Regions from separate parts of the Mus musculus genome. Here region 1 is linked to region 2. The links are chromatin contacts, called in public Micro-C maps. All regions are on one chromosome and are shown on one strand. The core of a region is the stretch at or near the end of the contact, and the rest is flanking DNA. Distances in the headings are between cores, read along the strand shown.

What was found. Hi-C and Micro-C count contacts between places; a contact is called where the count stands out from the background.
Region 1: a Micro-C map of embryonic stem cells shows a contact between it and region 2, with 2.3 times the contacts expected there. The contact joins two enhancer-like sites. A contact is called at or near these places in 1 of 15 datasets of contacts at CTCF or cohesin (large pre-B cells), 1 of 484 Hi-C or Micro-C datasets (embryonic stem cells), 2 of 115 datasets of contacts at active chromatin or transcription factors (embryonic basal ganglia and embryonic midbrain) and 1 of 9 other capture datasets (adipose tissue).

What each region holds. Positions count from the first base shown.
Region 1 is chr11:88,735,944-88,742,637 of GRCm38.p6, forward strand. No RefSeq gene overlaps it. Among named protein-coding and RNA genes, the nearest start is that of C030037D09Rik, 21 kb to the left of the region's middle. Within about 2 kb of position 3,443, at least 9 of the 459 cell types and tissues checked have an H3K27ac peak or open chromatin away from gene starts, as enhancers often do. A contact at or near this core is called in embryonic stem cells, where this site is marked.
Region 2 is chr11:88,375,880-88,381,873 of GRCm38.p6, forward strand. The region is part of intron 10 of Msi2 (musashi RNA-binding protein 2); the gene reads right to left. Among named protein-coding and RNA genes, the nearest start is that of Mir378b, 26 kb to the left of the region's middle. Within about 2 kb of position 3,237, at least 30 of the 459 cell types and tissues checked have an H3K27ac peak or open chromatin away from gene starts, as enhancers often do. A contact at or near this core is called in embryonic stem cells, where this site is marked.

The sequences.
Region 1 (6,694 bases), core at 2,193-4,692, 360 kb after region 2:
TATACAGAGAACCTCCCCAAAAAACCCATAATAATAATAATAATAATAATAATAATAATAATAATAATAATAATAACAATAATAAATAAAACAAAAATAAATCTAAACAAAATAAGACAAAAATAAAATTAAACATATACATTCCTAGTCATCATGATTGTCAGTGAAGGTGCTGTACACAGATGTTCACAGCAACACCAACGCCAAACGCCCAGCTGCCCATCAGGACACGAATGGATAAACAAAGGCATATCTGTAGTCTACGCATACAGTGTAATACCATCCCTGCATAAAGAGATGAAGAAATGATACACGCAGCAATGTAGGTAGCTTGTGGACGTTGTGCTAAGTGAAAAAGCCAGAGAAGGGGAACCGTGCAAGAGTCTACCTGTGGGAGGTACCCAGAGGGGTCGAATTCATAATGACAGACGCTAGAATGGCGGTTGTGGAGAGTTTGGGGAAGAGTGGGTTGGGGCGGGGCAGTTGTTTTTTTAATGGATGCTAAAACCAATTCAGTTTGATATAAAAGGGTGGAAACCAAGCCAGCCTGGGCACCATAGGTGTTGATACCTGCAGCATGCTTAGAACAATGTTGGCACATTATAAAGAACTCAGTAAGATGACATTGGCATTCTAAGGTGCTGATCGTCATTATTCCCCACCATCAAAAGGAAGGACAGTTTATATACTGATGCGACAAAAGTGTGGAGAGACATTAGTAAGTGAGGAGAAAGGGGCAAAATACACAGCAATACAAACAACATGCTGGCGTTAGTTTTAAGAAAAAGGATAGACAAAATAATAATAGTAATAATAATAAATAATAATAATAGTATACTAGGGCTGGAGAGATGACTCAGAGGTTGAGAGCACTGTCTGCTCTTCCAGAGGTCCTGAGTTCAATTCCCAGCAACCACGTGGTGGCTCACAACCATCAATAATGAGATCTGGTGCCCTCTTCTGGCCTGCAGGCATGCATGCAGGCAGAACACTGTATGCATAATAAATAAACAAATAAATCTAAAAAGATACACTATATCTATAGAGACAAATGATAGACTCATGTGGCTACATATGTAACTACATGTATCTGCAAGTGTACCATCCCATGTGCCCATGTACTGACCATCCATGGTCAGATCAGTTTGCTGTGAAGTTCAGGGGACAGAATCTCATTGCACTCTGTGTCAACAGCAACTCAGGAATGCAATACAAATGGTGTCCCTGGGTGTTGCCCAATACAGAAGCTCTGCTGACTTAGCGCATGTAGTTAACATCCTTTTGGAGTATACAGCGAGTGGAATAAAATCAGTTGCCTGTGGGCAAACAAGGTAGGGTGGCTCAGGAGTGGGGAGACCCCACACAGTGAAGCTTCAGTGTCCTCTCAACTTAGAACGATGCAAATGTGTAGTGGAATAAGAAGAGTTGGGAAAGAGGTGGATACACATATTTAAAGCTAATATATAAAAATAGCAGTGTGTGTGGAAGAGTTGGGGAAATACAGACAAGTACTGAAAAGTATGGAAGCAAGAACTACAATTACACACAATGCTTTCTTCATCCTGACCCCAACCCCTGGTCTCTGCTTTGCTCTGTGTGCCTGTCTTGAGTACTTTGAAGGTCTGGAGGGGAGGAGGCACAGGTGTGTCCATGTTTTTGACATGTCTGTATGACATTGTCATCTACAAACTTCATGCTTAAGAGCCATGCAATTGGCTGGGTGGCGGTGGTGCATACTTTTAATCCTGGCATTTGGGAGACACAGGCAGGCAGATAAATCTCTGTGAGTTAGAGGCCAGCCTGATTTACAGAGTGAGTTTCAAGACAGTCAGGGCTGTTACACAGAGAAACACTATCTTGAAAAACAAACAAACAAACAAACAGAACCTTGCAATTGAATTACCCAAAAGAGAAAGAAAAATATCTCTCTCTCTCTCTCTCTCTCTCTCTCTCTTTCTCTCTCTCTCTCTCTCTCTCTCTCACACACACACACACACACACACACACACACCCCAGAACCCCTTATAATGTTTGCCTAAGTTTACAGTTTCATCGCAGGCAATACTCATGACTATTTCCAGCTCATGTTAGCCTCCAGGCTACAGGTTAGAAGTGTTACTAACAAACCTGGCCTGACACTTGCTTTGGTCAATAAAACTTTATTGGAACATATAGCCACACTTATTTGGTTATGTACCTAAGTTTCTAGATCCTACTGCAACAGCACCATTTAGTTGTGATAAAGAACCTGTGGTTCTCAAAACTCAAAGTATTGGGCAGGGTGGGCTGCCTCAGACCTGCTCTCCCAAGCCAAGGCAGAGGGATCACCTTGAGTTCAGAGTGTATGAAACACTATAGGCTGATTAGGATCAGCCTGGCCTACATAGTTCCAGGACAGCTAGGGCTACATAGGGAAACAAGAATATTTGCTATTGCATTGTCTGTGGAGAAAATCTACAGATGCTAATATAGAGAAAAGGATAGATTTTTTTGAGTGAGCATGTCAGGCTTAAGTGTGGGTGTGTCTGGGGTCTCAGCACCATTCCTACACAGTTGTAGAAGCTTGATGGTAATGTATATGAAACCCATCCTGCATCTTTTGTGGCTTCTGTTTATTAATTTTTCAGACAGTGTGAAGACCACAGCTATATTTTGATTACTGCTTTCCTTTCATCTAACATTATAGCACAAGTAATTTTCTCCCTTCCTGAAATTATTCATAAGCATTTGCTTTCTCTTTCCTGTTTAGTTTAACTTTTATTCTGGGTTTTATTAACAACTTGGGAAAGTAGAAAGAATAGCATAATAACACATACCTCTTCCATAAAAACTGGTAACATTCGGTCTTAGGGATTTCATCTACTCTGTTGCTGAAGTAGTTTAACAAAATTGCAGATACTATGACATTTTTATTGTAAATGCATCCATATGTATCCCAAGGGATTTTTTTTCATATAACTTGAAATCAATTTTTTTCTTTTTTCTGTCTATCTTACCTATCGATCATCTATCTATCTATCTCTCTATCTTTCCATCTGTCGGGCAACGTCTCACTGTGTAGCTCTGGCTAGCCTGGAACTAATTGTGTAGATCATGTTGGCCTGAAATTCACATAGCTCCACCTGCGTCTGCCTCCCAGGCAGTGGGAATCAAGGCGTTCACCACCATGCCCAGCCAATAACTCCTTGATAACCACCGACACCCACTCTGTGTACTTGTTTCTCAGTTGTTCCCCTTACTTCTTTCACATGATTTCTTTCAAACCAGGGTCTACTCAGGAGCCAGTCACTGCTTCCGAAGATCTCATGTCCTTTTTAAAGCGACATCAATCTGTCACCCTAGTCCCCAGCCAACCCTCTCCAACCCACTTTCTTTGTGTATATCCTTGACCTGTGAATGAGGCAGGCTAGATGGACAGTCTACTAAGTCGCCGAAGGCACCAGGATACGTAAACCCATTTCCTTGATTCTGGATATTTCAGTGGAGTCCTTAGTACAGACAGGGCCACAAAGGACATCTTTCTTAAACTCTCAATTGGCATGAAAATAAATGTATACAATTCTTTATTACAGTTATTAACCTGCCCCTTCTTCCCTTTCTTGGTTTTTTTTTTGTGGGGTGGGGCGTTCGAGACAGGGTTTCTCTATGTAGCCCTGGAACTCACTCTGTAGACCTCGAACTCAGACTCAGAAATCCGCCTGCCTCTGCCGCCCAAGTGCTGGGATTAAAGGCGTGGGCCACACGCCTGGATTCCTTTTTTCTAATTCACAGACTTTTTTTCTAATCCATGAACTGTGGCGTCACCTGCTGCCTTCCTAGGGTCCCTCTGCTTTTCCAGGAACTCAGTTTTGTCACTAAGTAGGGTGGGGACAGCTCTAGGCAAACTAGCTCTTTTGTAGATAGCATCTCTTTCCACAGCCCAGGCTAGCCTCAAGCCCAGAACAATCCTGCCTCGGCCTGGAGTGCTGAGCCTACAGGTGTGAGCCATCTTGCTTGGCTTCAACCTGTCTTCTTTTATTCAGATAGAGTGAGCCTTGTCATACTGTCTCCTCCAGTCGTCCCGCATCTCCTCACCCTGCCAAAATGCTGCCCACCCGGAAGCACCCCCCCTCCTCCAGTGAACATATTCTGGATGATATCTTTCTGTCCCTGGTCCTTCCTGCTTCTGTGCCACTCTGATGATGTCACCGCTGCTGGGTTGTTGTTGTTAGCTGACCATTGTTCTTCCTGTTAAATCCTGGAGAATGGGAACTAATGATCTCAAGTCTGATGCCCACCGGGCCTTACTGACAGGAGAAGCAAACACGTGAGAAATCAGAGGGTTGTGAGGTCAGAGTTAGCCACCCTTATGAGAAAGCTGGGTGGCCCCAGGCATGTCATTGTCCCTTTATAAGCCCCCATCAAAAAGAAAGCAAGACCTACTAATGCAGACCTGGACTCCTAGCTACTAAGGAGGCTGGGCAGGAGGGTAACAAATTCAAGACTTGCCTAAGCTACAGAGTGAGTTCCTGGCCAGCCTGGGCAAATTATAGAGACCCTTTCTAGTTTAGTGGTGAGTGCTTGCTCACACATAGAGAAAGAATAAGATGACAGCCACTTGTTATTAAAAGGAATGTGTGGCCGGGCGTGCTGGCACATGCCTTTAATCCCAGCACTGGGGAGGCAGAGGCAGGCAGATTTCTGAGTTCAAGGCCAGCCTGGTCTACAAAGTGAGTTCCAGGACAGCCAGGGCTACACAGAGAAACCCTGTCTCAAAAAACCAAAAAAAAAAAAAAAAGGAATGTGTGAATTTGTACTTAGAATGACAGGAAACTGAGAAACAGAGACAGGACACCAGTGTTTGTCACAATAAAACCAATGTTGGTTGAACAACACCCCACAGGACTTGTTCACAAATGATAAGAAACAAAAGGGATACAATCTTTTTTTTTTTTTTTTTTTTTTTTTTGGTTTTTCGAGACAGGGTTTCTCTGTGTAGCCCTGGCTCTCCTGGAACTCACTCTGTAGACCAGGCTGGCCTCCAACTCAGAAATTCACCTGCCTCTGCCTCCCAAATGCTGGGATTAAAAGCATGTACCACCACAGCCCAGCCAAGGGATACAATCTTAATTGAAGTAAAAATAATATCCCAAGATGAGCTAAAGACCATCAAAGTGTAAAAATGGAAGCAAATAGCCTCATAAATAAACTAGGTGACATGAAGAAGTGAGGTATTAAAATGTCCCTATCCTCGGATGCAGGATGAAGTATGATGTTCAGTCTTGGGATATCTTCAGGAGTCCCAGGCAAACTGTGAAGCTGGGATGCATTAAGGAGTTCACTGTCTCCGATGCCCAACTCGGTGCTGACAGAGGCCCTTGTTTGTGATGACAGCCTAAACCAGCAGCAGGCCAGTGCCGATCTCTTTGAGAGCCACAGGTAGCTGAGAAAGCAATTTGAAAGGTTAAGATTGCTTTTCAAATACACAGTTAGATTAACCTCCAAAACCAGTATTGAGCTTTCAGTGGGTGCTGTGTGTTGGCACGATATAAATGAAGTCTGTTGAATTGTGAAACGTGAATCTTTTTCTTTGTGTGAGACCAATTTTCATTTCCGGAAACATGGCAGGATCAATACACTTATTGAAAAGTAACTAAATATTCTGGCATCAAAATAAATCCTTCAAGGGCCTCGGAGAATGAATGACTGATGACGTGAGGAAATTGTACCTGGGATCAAGTTGGAGCATTTGCTGAGCCCAGTGAACTTGACCTTTGATGATGATGTCCTCAGAAAAAAAAGTTTGAGAGGTGATCTTCCCACACAGATGTGGAACATCTTAGAGTAAACTTAGAACCTTCAAAAATCACAGTCCCTTAATTTACACTGATGTATGGTGTACACGTGTGTACCTGTGAGTGTGTGTGTGTGTGTGCGCGCACAGAAATTACCTCCAAATAGTCAAACCACAAGCTATCTGTGATGCTTTCGATCAGTTTATGGCAAAAGAAATCTACCCAATGGGTGATCTGGATACCCCAAGGGAGGAGAATGTACCTGGAGTGGCCCTGAGACACGGCAGGAACAAAAGGAGGGCCTTTAAAATAGAGAAAACCAAATTTATCCCAGGCTGCAAAGCATCCCACAACCACAATATCAAGGAAGACTCTCAAAGTTAGATGGCAGAGAGAAAGAAATTAGCTAACCATCCAGCAGAATAAAGCACTTAAGAGCTAAGAGTGGGAGGTGGGAGAGAAGCAGGGGCAAACCTGCAGAATTCTGCAGTGGTAAGATAAGGCACTAGCCACGGGTGCCTAACACGCTTGGAAAAAAATAGACTTCATTCACAGGAGTATACGCAGGAAACCATAGGAATGATCAAGCCGTTTAAAAAAAGAGTCGTAAAAGAACCAGAAAACAAAATAATAATGGAGCAGTGGTGGCGGGGGTGGGGGCTGGGTGGGTGGGGGGTGGGGGAGTGGGGTGGGTGGGGGGTGGGTGGGTAGAGAGGTGGGGGAGTGGGGGGCGGGGGGGGGAAACGGGGAGGGGAGGTGTGGGCGGGGAGGCAGTTGGGAATGGATGGCCCTTCAGTTAAGAGGTTAAGAGCACTTGGCATTCTTCCGGAGGACCCAAGTTCAGTTCCCAGCACCCACATCTGGTGGCTCACAGCTGCCTGGGAGCCTGACATTCTCTCCTGGCCTCCACAGGCACCTGT
Region 2 (5,994 bases), core at 1,987-4,486:
AAGGACACTTGGAAGGTTCAGGGAGGGCCCGGCCAGGGTGAGTTCATCAGAGGTGTAAAGATGGACCCTGAGGCTTAGGGCTGAATGAAATCAACTCAACCTTTTCCTATCATCCTCTGCCCTGAGATGCCACTTCCCAAGATCTCTTGCCAACAACTTCCAGGTTCTTGGCAGGGGTGTTGTGTGGTGTGGTGTAGGGAGACACACAGCATGGCAGGGCCCAGGATCCATTCTGGGTCCTTCCGCCAAGTGCAATCTTGTTTGTGCCTCTGTATCCAGCCAGTGAGGACTGGTCTCTCATTTGTCACTGTGTCTCCAGCACCGAGCTCAGGGTTTGTTGACAAGATAGCTGTCTTTAACTCTGTCCAGACTGCAAAATAATGGGTGGGTCCGGCATGGGCAGGGGAAGGGGAGGAAGTGGCGCTTTTTCTGGCTTCTAGCCTTGCCTAAAAGCATGAATGTTCAAAGATGAGACTGTGGGGGTGGAGGGCAGGATGGTGAGGCCTGGAGAGCCCTGAGTAGCTATCACTAAGAGGTAAAGTGATAGGCTGGGCTGCCTCTGCCTTAGGAAGTGAATGTGCCTGCAAGAGGCTTCAAAAGTTCTCTATGGCAAAGTAGGACCAGTATCCCTGCAACCCAAAGTGTCTGCGCTGATATCAAACTGGCAGAGTCTGTTGTCTTTCCCAGCATCTACTCAGATGGTGACCACAAAAACCAATGGAGGCAGGAATGGGCAGGAAGGAACGGAGTCCTGGGCTTTTTTGACTCTATCACTGGTCCCTAGATCTGGGATACCTTTTTAATATCAACTGAGGAAACTTGCCTTCTTTTACTTTTTATTTATGTGTATGTGTGTGCATGCCACCCAAGTGCCAGGTATCTGTGAAGGCCACAAGAAGGCATCACATACCATGGTGCTGGAGTTACAGGCAGCTGTGAGGCACCATGTGGGTGCTGGGAACAGAACTCAGGTCCTTTGCAAGAGCAGCCAGTGTTCTTAACTGCTGAGCTATCTTTCCAGCCCCTACCTGGTGAACTTCTTTTTGTGTTTCAAGGCTTCGTTTGGTTATTACATGCTACGGTCTGAAATTCTCATCTGCTAGGTATTAGGGGGTGGGGCCCTTGGGAAGTGAGTAGGCATGAGGATGGAGCCCCCTTAGTGAGATTAGTGCCTTTATAAAGGAGAATCCAGGGCTGGAGAGATGGCTCAGCTGGTAAGAGCACTGACTGCTCTTCCGAAGGTCCCGAGTTCAAACCCCAGCAACCACATGGTGGCTCACAACCACCTGTAATGAGATCTGACGCCCTCTTCTGGTGTGTCTGAAGACAGTTACAGTGTGCTTATGTATAATAACAAATCAATCTTTGGGCAAGCAGCAACTGAGTGAGTGGGGCCAACCGGAGCAATTAGATGTCCTAAAACTTCAATTCCCAACAACCACATGAAGGCTCTCAACCATCTGTTCGGCTATAGTGTACCTATATACCGATAAATAAATATTAAAAATAAAATAAAAAATAAAAGAGAATCCAGGGCCAGCAAGCCAGCTCTGCAGGACACGGCACTTGCTGAGCTGGCCTAGAAATCTGAGTTTAACCCCTAATGTTCATCTATGGTGGGAGGAGAATTACCTACAACATAAAGCTGTTCGCTGACCTCTACACACTCTGTGGCAGGCATGCTCCACCACATCATGTACAGACATACACATACATAATAAATACTCACCTTAAGAAAACAAGACAGAATCCAAAGAGTTCGATAGTCCCATGCCCCACCCTCACAAAGGGAAGATACAACAAGAAAACAGGCATCTGTGGACCAGGAAGTAGTCCTCACCATCACAGTGAATCTACAGGTAACTTGACCTTGGACTTGCCAGCACCTACTCCTTAGGGAATAGTTAGCCCCAGGTTATGGTGTTGTCACTGTAGCAGGAATAGGCAAGGACTGCCCTTCACAACAGCTCTCCAAGTACCATCAATGGCTCCCACTATGCTCACTGCTCCTGTGCCTGCCACTATTGGAAATGCCCAAGCTGGTCACACACAGGATGCGTCTGTAAGCTCTGAGCTCACTGCCCAGTGTCTCTCTGTGTTCTGAAACTCTCTGGGGCAGGTGCCGGCGGTTACACCATGCTGTTTTTCAGCAACCAGAGAGACAAGACTCAAGGAATCCAGACTAAGCTAGACTCAGGGAAAGAAGTTTCTTTGTGGCTTGGGTGGAAGGAGTAGTGGATACATCTTGGTCTCCTGCACGGGCTGATCCCAGAAGTCATGAAATACCGGATCCGCAGGCCCCATGTGACAGTCTAACCCCCTTTCATACTCTGAGTAATTCTTGTTGTTGTAATTTTGTTTTCTACACTGCAGGCTTTCTCTTGGTTTTACTAATAAAAATCAAAACTGAAGGCCTAGGAAAGGTGATAAGGTTCCCTTATGGCGAAACTCAAAGGGGACTTTAAGGCAGGTATCTGAGAAGGTGTAGGAGAGCTGAGGGCAGCAGGGGGAAGAGATGGAGGTGGTAGGTACCAGTTCTCAGCTCACAGGGAATAAAGTACACACTTGTAGCCTCTTTCACTGTTAACCCTGCCTGCTCCCACAGACCCCTCAGCAAACCTGTGAGGCAGGGTGACCACTGTCTCTATTTAGTAGGTTTCGATAGGTAAGGGACACTGAGGCCCAGTGTCTATGCAAACTAAGAAAGGACCTCACCTCTCAGCTTTCTGCAAAGCCAGCAGCGTGTAGTATGGGGTGTGGGCCTGTGCACACGCCCGTGTGTACGTGTATGTCTGGTGTGACTGTGGGGAGCTGAGCACTCACTTTGTTGCATCCTCTCATTTATGCAGAGCAGCTTCAAGAGGCACAGAAAGCTGATCGCAAGTGAAACCCCCAATTCCTGTCAATTCAGATTGCTCCAATTCATTTCTGCAAATGTTTATTAAGTGCCTATTAGGCAGTGTGCTCCGCTTTCATCTGGGAATAGAGTCAACTCTTGATTTTCCATGCCAGCGAGGATCGCTCAGTGATACTGCACACCCACAGGTCCCCACAAACCTCCCTCCAGTCCTGGCTGGATTTGGGGTGTGCTGTCGACTTTCAAAGTGGCAGATCTGCTTCCTGACTAAGCTTGCCTTTAATATTCAAATGAGAGGATAAATCCCAAGTACACAGAGGGCCAGGTGGCCGTTGGGCTGGCCTCTGGGAGCTGGCTTGTCATTTAAAAGCGCCTCTGTGAAGAGGTAATCTCTAGAGAGGAATGGGGAGGGGGAGGGCAGAGACGGGTTACAGGGTTGATGCACAAGGCAATTCCTTATAAGGCCACACCCCGCTTATATAGCCTTGGCCCCACCCAGGTGAGTGAATCTTCAGCTCCATCAATCAACCTAGGAGTGTAACCTCCCACCCTGACATTTCAGGATCTGCTTCCTATCTGGTGAGAGGCTCACCCCTACTCACAGAGCAAGGAGCCAGGTAGAGCCAGACAGGTCACCACACCGAGTACCACAAAGGTCCCCTGTGTGAATATGTCTGGGATGGGATAAGGTGAGGGTGAGGAAGAACCCTTACAGACAGAAGCAGGATGGAGGCGACAGGAGCTTAGGCTGACACTGAAGGCCTGGGCTTTCTGATTTGTGAGTTCTGAGATTCCACCAGGACAGCGCTGAAATGGCCTCTCTTGGCCCAAGGCTCTGAAGACTTGTCCAGAGAGAATAGAACAGGAGACCAGTGTGGGATTCAGTCCTGAGTGCGGGCCCAGGGCTTCCTTTTCTGAACAGGGACAACCTTGAGAGTCTCTGTCACTATGGTGGGCCCGAAGAAGGGCACAGAAAGGCCACAGGGCTACCCCCTTGAAGCAGCTCAGTACCACTCTAGATAGAACAGGTATTTGGAGAGAGTGTTATCTGCTTTTCTGGAAACTTGGCAAAAGTACTGTTCTCTGGGCAGACCTGGCAGCTGGTGTAAGTCACAGCCCTGTGCCCATAGCCAGGGTTCTTCCCCCAGCCTGCCCATTTGAGGAATACTATCTCCTGGATACTCAAGATGCTTACTCTGCCTCTGTAGGCTGTGACTGGCCACTAACTCGTCCTTGTTCAAAGCCTCAATATCTTCAACCAATGTCACCTAGCAGCAGCTCTGCTGACAAAAGGTTATTTGAGGTCCTCTTCAAATGAACAGGGCCTCTCTGAGCTAAGCTGCCTCACCTCAGACCACCTCCTAATGAGCACTATTCAGCCAGCACCAGGGACTGGCGCTGGACAATAACTAGGAACGAAGAGGGGTTTAGTGGCTGTGAGTCCTGACGAGCCATCCCAAGGGTAACTAAGCCTCAGGTGTTCCAAGGCTGGCACCCTCAAAAGCCAATCGCCATTGGTCACAGTGGCATCAGAGACCCGATCTCTCTCCATTGCTAAAGAGGCAGGGAACACACTGGCAACTTCTAGCCCCAGCTGCTGGAGAAGGGTCTCCCCAGCCTGGGACCTACACAGCCCCTCTCCTTCTTACACACAGTAGCTCAGGAGGGGAGGCATCAAGGCCGGGTTACAGGATGCTGGGTTGGCTCTCCCGACAGCCTGGAACACTGCAGATAAGGTAGTCAGTCAATGAGATTTTGGGCAGTTGGTGCTATGTTAACCTTTACTGTCCTTAGTAGTGCTGGAAGATCCCAAAGAGCCACCTGCCAGCCTGTGACAAGGGAGAGGAATGTAGCTGAGAAGGTAAAACTGAGGCGATGGGGTGCAGACAGGAGGGGACAGCCTTCTGGACTCACTTTTGACGCTTCTATTCTGCCCTTTGCACACCCTAACCCGCTATGGAAGGCCACCTCTATCATCCTCCACTGTAAACCCTCTTCCAACTCTTCTTTGCTTTGGGGCCTTGACTCACTCTGAAACCTGATTCACACTCCCTGCCAGTTCCTCACTCAAAGCCCCGAGGCCTGCCCCGGGGACTCCCTGCTTCCCTGGGGCACTCTGATGCCACTCCTACCACTGATGAGCAGATTCAGGCAGCACCACCGTGAGAACTAAAGATGGGAAGATCACTCTAGAAAGCTTACTTCATTAGCCACTTGGATGCTCAGAATTTCATTCTATGGCTGTTACTGACTTGCACAGCTTATTCACAGACACACATGCATATACCATCCCTCAAGTACAACTCAATTAAAAAGTCACTTTCTTTTTTTTTAGAGCACAAGGTCACCTGGCTAAGAAGTGGCCCTAGAATAAAAGACCCACCCTCCACATCACCATCCAGCAACTTGTCTATTGCCCTTTGACCTACACTGTTCTGGGAGTTTGGAGAGCAAATGGGTGCCCAAGTGTGTGCACTTATGTACAGACCCGCCCCTTATGCAGATGTGAAATGCTGTCTTCCTGTAGAAGGGAGTGATGGCACAGGGAGGGGCAGGGCGCTATCCCACAGCTGTCACAGGCAGATGCTCTGTCTTTGCTCAAGGACAGATCACCTCTATCAAAAGCCCAGGGCGCTCTGCCAGAGTGCCGAGACAGAGGGGAGAGAGCTGGGGCCAGGCAGCAGCCGGGGGGGGGGGGGGGGGGGGGGGGGGGAGTTGGCATGCTTCTACAAACTGCTGTCCCAGGTGCTGGCTATCTAGTGCATTCACCTCCCCCGGAGCGAGAACAGGACACTCTCAGGTTAAGAGACGGCAGCACACAGCATGTCCGTGATAAACAATTTATTTTTCTACCTCAGTTGCTTACAGGGGGAAACATAAGATGCCATTAGGGAGCAGTGCAGATGAACTATTTACAGCACCGCTCATGAGAAAGCTTGTAGGAGAAAAAAAAAAAAGGAACTGGCTGCATCAGTTATCTTTAACCAGGGGAGCCAAACTGCCGCTCTGTGAATACCAAGGATGCTGACATTCAGACGTTCAGATCCTCCACTCACACTGGGTGAGTCAAGAAGAGCACGGGTCACTCACGGTCTGAAAACACTAGCTTTTGTGGGTGCAACTGAACTATTCTTACT